Regions from separate parts of the Mus musculus genome. Here region 1 is linked to region 2. The links are chromatin contacts, called in public promoter capture Hi-C maps. All regions are on one chromosome and are shown on one strand. Each heading gives the region's core, a stretch centred on a gene start, on an enhancer-like site or on the middle of the called end of the contact. The rest is flanking DNA. Distances are from core to core; before and after follow the strand shown. Region 1 holds the start of Cdca3 (cell division cycle associated 3). Region 2 holds the start of Hnrnpf (heterogeneous nuclear ribonucleoprotein F).

Region 1 (2,767 bases), core at 37-2,536, 6.9 Mb before region 2:
GTGCAATGCCAAGAGTAGGAGAGCGGGGATCTGGGTCTTGTGCCTGTTTGAGACCGTTCAGCTGTTCTGCTGGTAGGCTTGGCTGTGGAGAGCTCTCTACCTGTCAATACCACAGGTTAGAATAAGTCTGGGCCCTGGGCTGGAGAGATGGCTCAGCGGTTAAGAGCACTGGCTGTTCTTCCAGAGGTCCTGAGTTCAATTCCCAGCAACCACATGGTGGTTCACAACCATCTGTAATGGGATCTGATGCCCTCTTCTGGTGTGTCTGAAGACAGCAACAGGGTACTCATATACAAAATAAATAAATAAATCTTTAAAAAAAAAAAAAAGTCTGGGCCCTGACCTTTATCTCCTCCCCATATTTCTAGCCAGACCTGCGACTGCCCAGTGCAGGTTAAAGAATGCAGAAAGTTGCCAGGCACGGTAATGGCACATGCCTTTTATCTCAGTACTTGGGAGGCAGGAGGATCTCTATATGTTTGAGGCCAACCTGGTCTCCATTGTGACAGGGCTACATGGTGAGACCCCGTCTTTAAAAAAAAAAAAAAAAAAAAAAGGCAGAAAGTCAGCTAATGAAAAAAGAGATCATGTATTTGAAAGACAGCAAGGAGGGGTATACGGAAGGGTTTGGAGGGAGGGACAGGCAGATATGACAAGATTATATTAGAGCCTCAAAAATAAATAATAAAAGGGGGAGGGATGGAGAAAGTAGGGTTCCAGTGGCAGTGGGAATGAGGGCTCATGTAAACAAGCTAGGCAGAGGCCCGCATCCAGACAGCCTCCCTGCATTCCCCAGCCCAGCCCAGTATACCTGAATAGGAGTGCGCTGGATGCCAGCACTAGGTGAACGAGGGTCTGCTACTCGAGCCACTTGCTTGTTGCGTGGCAGAGGCCGTGCTGGAGTGCCTGAGACGCTCTGAGTCGAACCCATCTCCACTGGGGCTGGGGACGGGGCCCGGCTGTGCAGATGCAGAGGAAGGGACGTCCGTCAGAAGAGACTCAGAGCTTACTGCTTCCGTGTCGGACCTCTGACCCCATACCCACCCGATCTTCCCAGCTTCCAGCAGAGGAACCTCCGGGTCGCTAGCCCAGAGAACTCTGCAAGGATAACGAATGGAGATTTTTAACAGAGCAGTCAGGTCTGCGGGAGCCTTCGTATTTAACCACTAATTCATTCACATTACTTACCGGGCCCCAGCTCGACCTCTGCCCGAACACCAGCTAGAGAAATAACTCCCAAAGCCCGGAGTTTCAAACTTCCCTCCACGCCCCCTGCCCCGACCCTATTGGCTAAGCCGAAGCAGACTCTCATAGGCCAGTTGTGGAAAATGCGCCTTCCGGAGCAGAAAGCCATTGGTCTGAAGGATGTCTATCATGAGGACTGGCCAATGGGCTGAGGACTGGCTTGCCCTCCGGTGGTGGCTCCGTGAGCTGGGGACTTTTGTTTAGTATCAGCCTGACAGCGGTGGACTTGATGGGTGCCACTCGGCCTTTCTGTTTCATTAAACAAAATAGAATGAGTTATCAGACTGTATGCACAAAGCCAGCTGGAGACGGAGTTAATATGGTTTGTCTAAAGCGAAACAGCCATCCTTATTGGTTGACGGAGTTATCACGCATCTCTCAAAATCGCCTCATTGACTACTGCTTTTCAAATACCAAGACAAGTGCTTTCTGATTGGACGAGTCCTTGGCAAAGTTTCAGTAATCAATGCGTTTAAACAATTCACAGTTTCTGCTCTGCACGTAAGGCATTCTAGAGTCCTTGAATCACAGCTCCTGCAACTCCCAGCCCTCCTGGAACCGCCACATGAGCACTTGCCCTGGGAGAGCAGGATTGGTCCTTTCGGCCATCAGTTGTACCCGCGGCGCTTTTTATTGGTATTCGCTGAGTGGGGGCAGAGGGTGGAGCGCCAGGAGGCAGGCTGGGTCCAACTGCCGATCTCGCGCGTCTTGCCTTTAGCGCATGCGCACACTGAGTCGCGCTCATTGGATGCGAGAGACGGAGGGGGGCGGTACTAGGTACAGTGGGAGCTGCTGTGTGAGGAGGAGCTGCTGCCGGTGTCATGGCGGAGCTGAGTGAAGAGGCGCTGCTGTCAGTGTTACCGACGATCCGTGTCCCCAAGGCGGGAGACCGGGTCCATAAAGACGAGTGCGCTTTCTCTTTCGACACGCCGGTAAGCCCATTCCCCACGCCCGCGACGACCACGACTTCCTTCCATTGCCCTGGTCATTCGGCCAGGCCTGCAAACCTTGGGCTACCGCCTCCTTGCGATGCACCCTGGGACTTGTAGTTTTCTCCATACCTCTCTGCTTTTGCTTTTCATTCTCTGTAGCTGTAGTATGACTACCACTCCCGGAAGCTACAGCTCTCGCCTTGCCCACTCCTGGTCTCGTGAAGCATTATGGGCATTGTAGTTGGCCATGTCCCTAGTTCCTATTCTAAGTTCGAATTGTAACCCGTACGGCGAACTACATCCCCCAGGCGACTCCCAGAAAAACCCTTGAATGTGGCCTTGCACGTTGCGCAGGGCTCTCCGGGTTTTGTAGTTTCATGTGGGAGGAGTAGGGGCGACTCCCCGCTGTTCAGGGCAAGGGTTGAGATTGGGAAGGTATGTATCCTGCAGCTTCTAGTCTGGAAGAGGATGCCAATCTGTGAAGAAGTCCGATTTAGAGAAACACTGAGTTAAATAGCCTCCACTAGTGGTTAATTTGGACAGGGGATGAGGAGGTGGGCCATTGGTCAGGGAGGAGGAAAAATACCCAA
Region 2 (3,090 bases), core at 330-2,829:
CAATCCCAAGGACCCAGTGCTGGAAAAATCCATTTCTTCACCTTATCCCCTCACCTCCACGCACAAATAAACATTAAAGGAAACCGACTAAAATAAGCCCAAAAGTTCCGTAAACAAAACTGCCCAGGTTCAGGAGACCGATCCCGCACAGCCACATGGCGGCCACCCGCGCTCGCTCGCCCGCTTACTCCGCAGCCCGACTTGCAGGTAGGAAAGAGGCCCATTTGTTTGTTCCCGGACTGGCAGGGGCAGAAAAGGTCGCTGGGTGGGAGTCTTAGGGCACATGGGGCTGCCTCTCCGATCCCGCCGGGTCGGGAAGGCTCCGGAGAGCACGCGCCGAGGGAAGGCCGAGCGGGCCCACCTCAACTTTTCCCAGACACGTGAGGCTCCACAAACACAGCACAAAAGTGCTCGTAACTGCGGCTAAGGCCGACTAACCCACCTAGGCAAAGACTCCGCACCCCACACGCTAACACGATACCTCTGGGGGACGGGACCGGCGCAGACCGGTGCTCCTAGCTCCCGGGCCGCCACGAGGAGGAAGCGAGGCGCTCGGCTTCGCTCGGGCCGGGCGTGGGCGGTGGGCGGAGCCGTCCCGCCCAGTCTTGTGAAACTCCGGGCGCCTCGGGCCACGTGAGCGCCCGCTCGTCTTTCTCCAAACTACAACCACCGCCCGGGCCTGCCGGGGGGCCGCTGACAGAGCGTAAGCCGCGGTGGGTGAGAAGCGCTCCACCCTCACCCCCCCCCCCAATATCCCGCCGAGGAAGCCGCGCCTGCGGGCGGGGTGGGGGGGCGGCTCTGAGGAAAGCCGCGCTTTCTCCGGGCGGGCGTGGGCCGCGGCTGCGGTCTCCCAGGCCCTCCGCACACCTCAGCCCAGAGGCCCGGCCCTACCGACCGGACTCCAGCCCTCAGTCCCCGCTCCCCCGACCGCACACCTCGGCCACGCGGCCCAATCCCCGTCGAAAATGCGCTGAACTTCGGCTCCCGACCCCAAACCCCGGCCACGCGGTCCCCAGCTCCGTGGGCAGCCTCCGCACGGCTATGGCTGTGCGGCGGCCACCTCGGCCCCGTTCCTTCCGAGTCCGGATCCCACGCCCGCCATCCAACGCCCGCCGGGCCCAGGCGCCAGCACACCCCGCCGGCGGCCCTCACCTCCGGCTTCTCGGCTCCACGCTCCCACTCACATCCGGACCTCGCCGGCCCTCAGAGCACCTAGAGGAGGGTGGAACCCCGGGGACTTGGCAGTTGTAGCTGAGGCAGTTGAGGCTTGTTTACTGTCACCATGGAAACCCCCACAGGCGCGCTCGCGGGACGGCCTCAGCGGGGCGAGTCAACCGCGCGGCCGGCCTGCTCCTCAACTCCCGCCTGCCGAGCGCCAGCGGCGCCTCCGGAAGCCCTCCTGATCCCCGGTCCGCTCCCCGCTCGGCCCACGCCCCGAGCACCCGGAAACAGTAGCCCGGGGAGCCCACTTTCCCTTCCCACAGCCGGCGTGACCGCGGGCTGGCCTTCCCCGAACCCCACCTTCAGGAAGACGAGGCGCAGTCCTCCTTCCACGACGGAGCCGGAAGGATGCAAGACGGTGATGGGGCGGAGCCTCAGGCAGCGGACATCCGGGCACAGGGCAGCCGCGGCGCCATTCTGACGAGCCCAGAACGGAGCCTAGGATTGGCCGGGGGAGGGAGAGGGGCGGGACTAGAGAGCTGTGGACCCGCCTCTGAGTCCCGGAGAGGACAGTGACGGCGCAGGCGCAAACATTGCGGGGGGGGGGTAGCAGGGGGAGGGGGCGGGCAAACGAGGGGGGGGGGGGAGACAGCAAGGTGGAGGGGGTTGTCCATAAAGAGACCTGTGGGCTGGTGAGTCGGTGGACGCTGAATTCTGCACGCGTGTCTCCGCATCCCGAAAAGTGATCCCAAAGGAATCAATGACCGCATGCGTGCGGAAAACTAGAATGGTGTCTTATGTAAAAGAAAGACCGCCTAAGGGCATCTCAGGCAGTCCGGAGGGATTTGTCTGAAGTTTCTAACTCTCAGCACTATGTGAACGCTGGGACAGATTTTCTTGATGTGTAATAATTTGGGAGGATTCTCTGCGAGATGTCGAGATACAAGCTAAAGTGAAGATTATTTTTGAAGCTTCCAGAGCCGCCTAGGCGGGCGTAGGAACACGAGCTGGTTCCTACGAACTCCATTTCTGCATGGAGGCGGCCGAGGCTACAATGCATGGTCGCGAGCTGCTGTCTATATAAACACTGGAGAAATTACAAGGCCGTTCAGAATAATCTCTGGTTATAAGTGAACTACAGTGATGAAGGAAACGTTTATAAAACAACACACCAGACTAACTCCAGAAAAAGGAAAGAAAACTTTGAGAGGAAAACCTGTCCAAGAAGAAAAATAGAAGTCAAATGATAGAAAACAGATGCTACAAAAGTTAGATAAGTATTCGTGAGCACTAAACCCAGAGCCTTGTAGTTGGCAAATTACATCCCCCACCTCTGATGTTTGTTTGTTTGTTTGCCCAGGGAGTGGGGCATTAAAATTGTTAAGTTCGTGCGAGTTATCACCACACTTTCAACTGAAGTCAGAGGACAATCCTGAGTGTTCTCTCCTTCCACCATGTGGGGTCCTGATCAAACTCAAGGTTGAAAGGCCTGTGCAGCAAGTTCTGCTGAGACCTCTCACCCTGCTCCTTGGGTGGTTTTATTTATTTTTAAAGTTCCTTACTATTGCCAGAGAAAGGTGCAAGTGACTTCTAACCTTGAAGAAGCCAGAGAGCAACTTTTCACAAGTATTTTCATTTCCCTTAGGTGAGTTCCAGGGGTCAAATTGAAGTTCCCAGATTTTTACAGCCAGAGGTTTCACTTTTGAGCTCCCTCTGTCTGACTGCAACCCAGGCTGGCTTCCAACTCTTGTTTTGTTTTGTATTGTTTCTTTTGGTTCCCCACACCCCCACCCTAAGACATGGTATCTCTGTTGTAAAGCTGGCTGTCCTGGAACTCACTATGGCTCCAATTCAGAGATCCACCGGCCCCTGCCTCCTGAGGCATAAAGTGAGAGATTAAAGGTGTGCCCAGCCACAACTGGTATTATT

Evidence for each region. Promoter capture Hi-C pulls out the DNA fragments that hold promoters and counts their contacts.
Region 1: a contact with region 2 is called in a promoter capture Hi-C map of cranial neural crest. The contact joins the promoter of Cdca3 here to the promoter of Hnrnpf in region 2.

The regions. Positions count from the first base shown.
Region 1 is chr6:124,828,695-124,831,461 of GRCm38.p6, reverse strand. It overlaps Cdca3 (cell division cycle associated 3), which reads right to left and starts at 1,286. Exons shown (of 6, transcript NM_013538.5): 1 at 1,189-1,286; 2 at 812-959; 3 at 1-100. The coding sequence starts at 931. Usp5 (ubiquitin specific peptidase 5 (isopeptidase T)) reads left to right here and starts at 1,978. Exons shown (of 20, transcript NM_001326594.1): 1 at 1,978-2,177. The coding sequence starts at 2,067.
Region 2 is chr6:117,905,271-117,908,360 of GRCm38.p6, reverse strand. It overlaps Hnrnpf (heterogeneous nuclear ribonucleoprotein F), which reads right to left and starts at 1,579. Exons shown (of 4, transcript NM_133834.2): 1 at 1,522-1,579. It overlaps 4933440N22Rik, which reads left to right and starts at 156. Exons shown (of 2, transcript XM_017321877.1): 1 at 156-257; 2 at 520-2,555. The coding sequence starts at 156. The coding sequence ends at 1,251.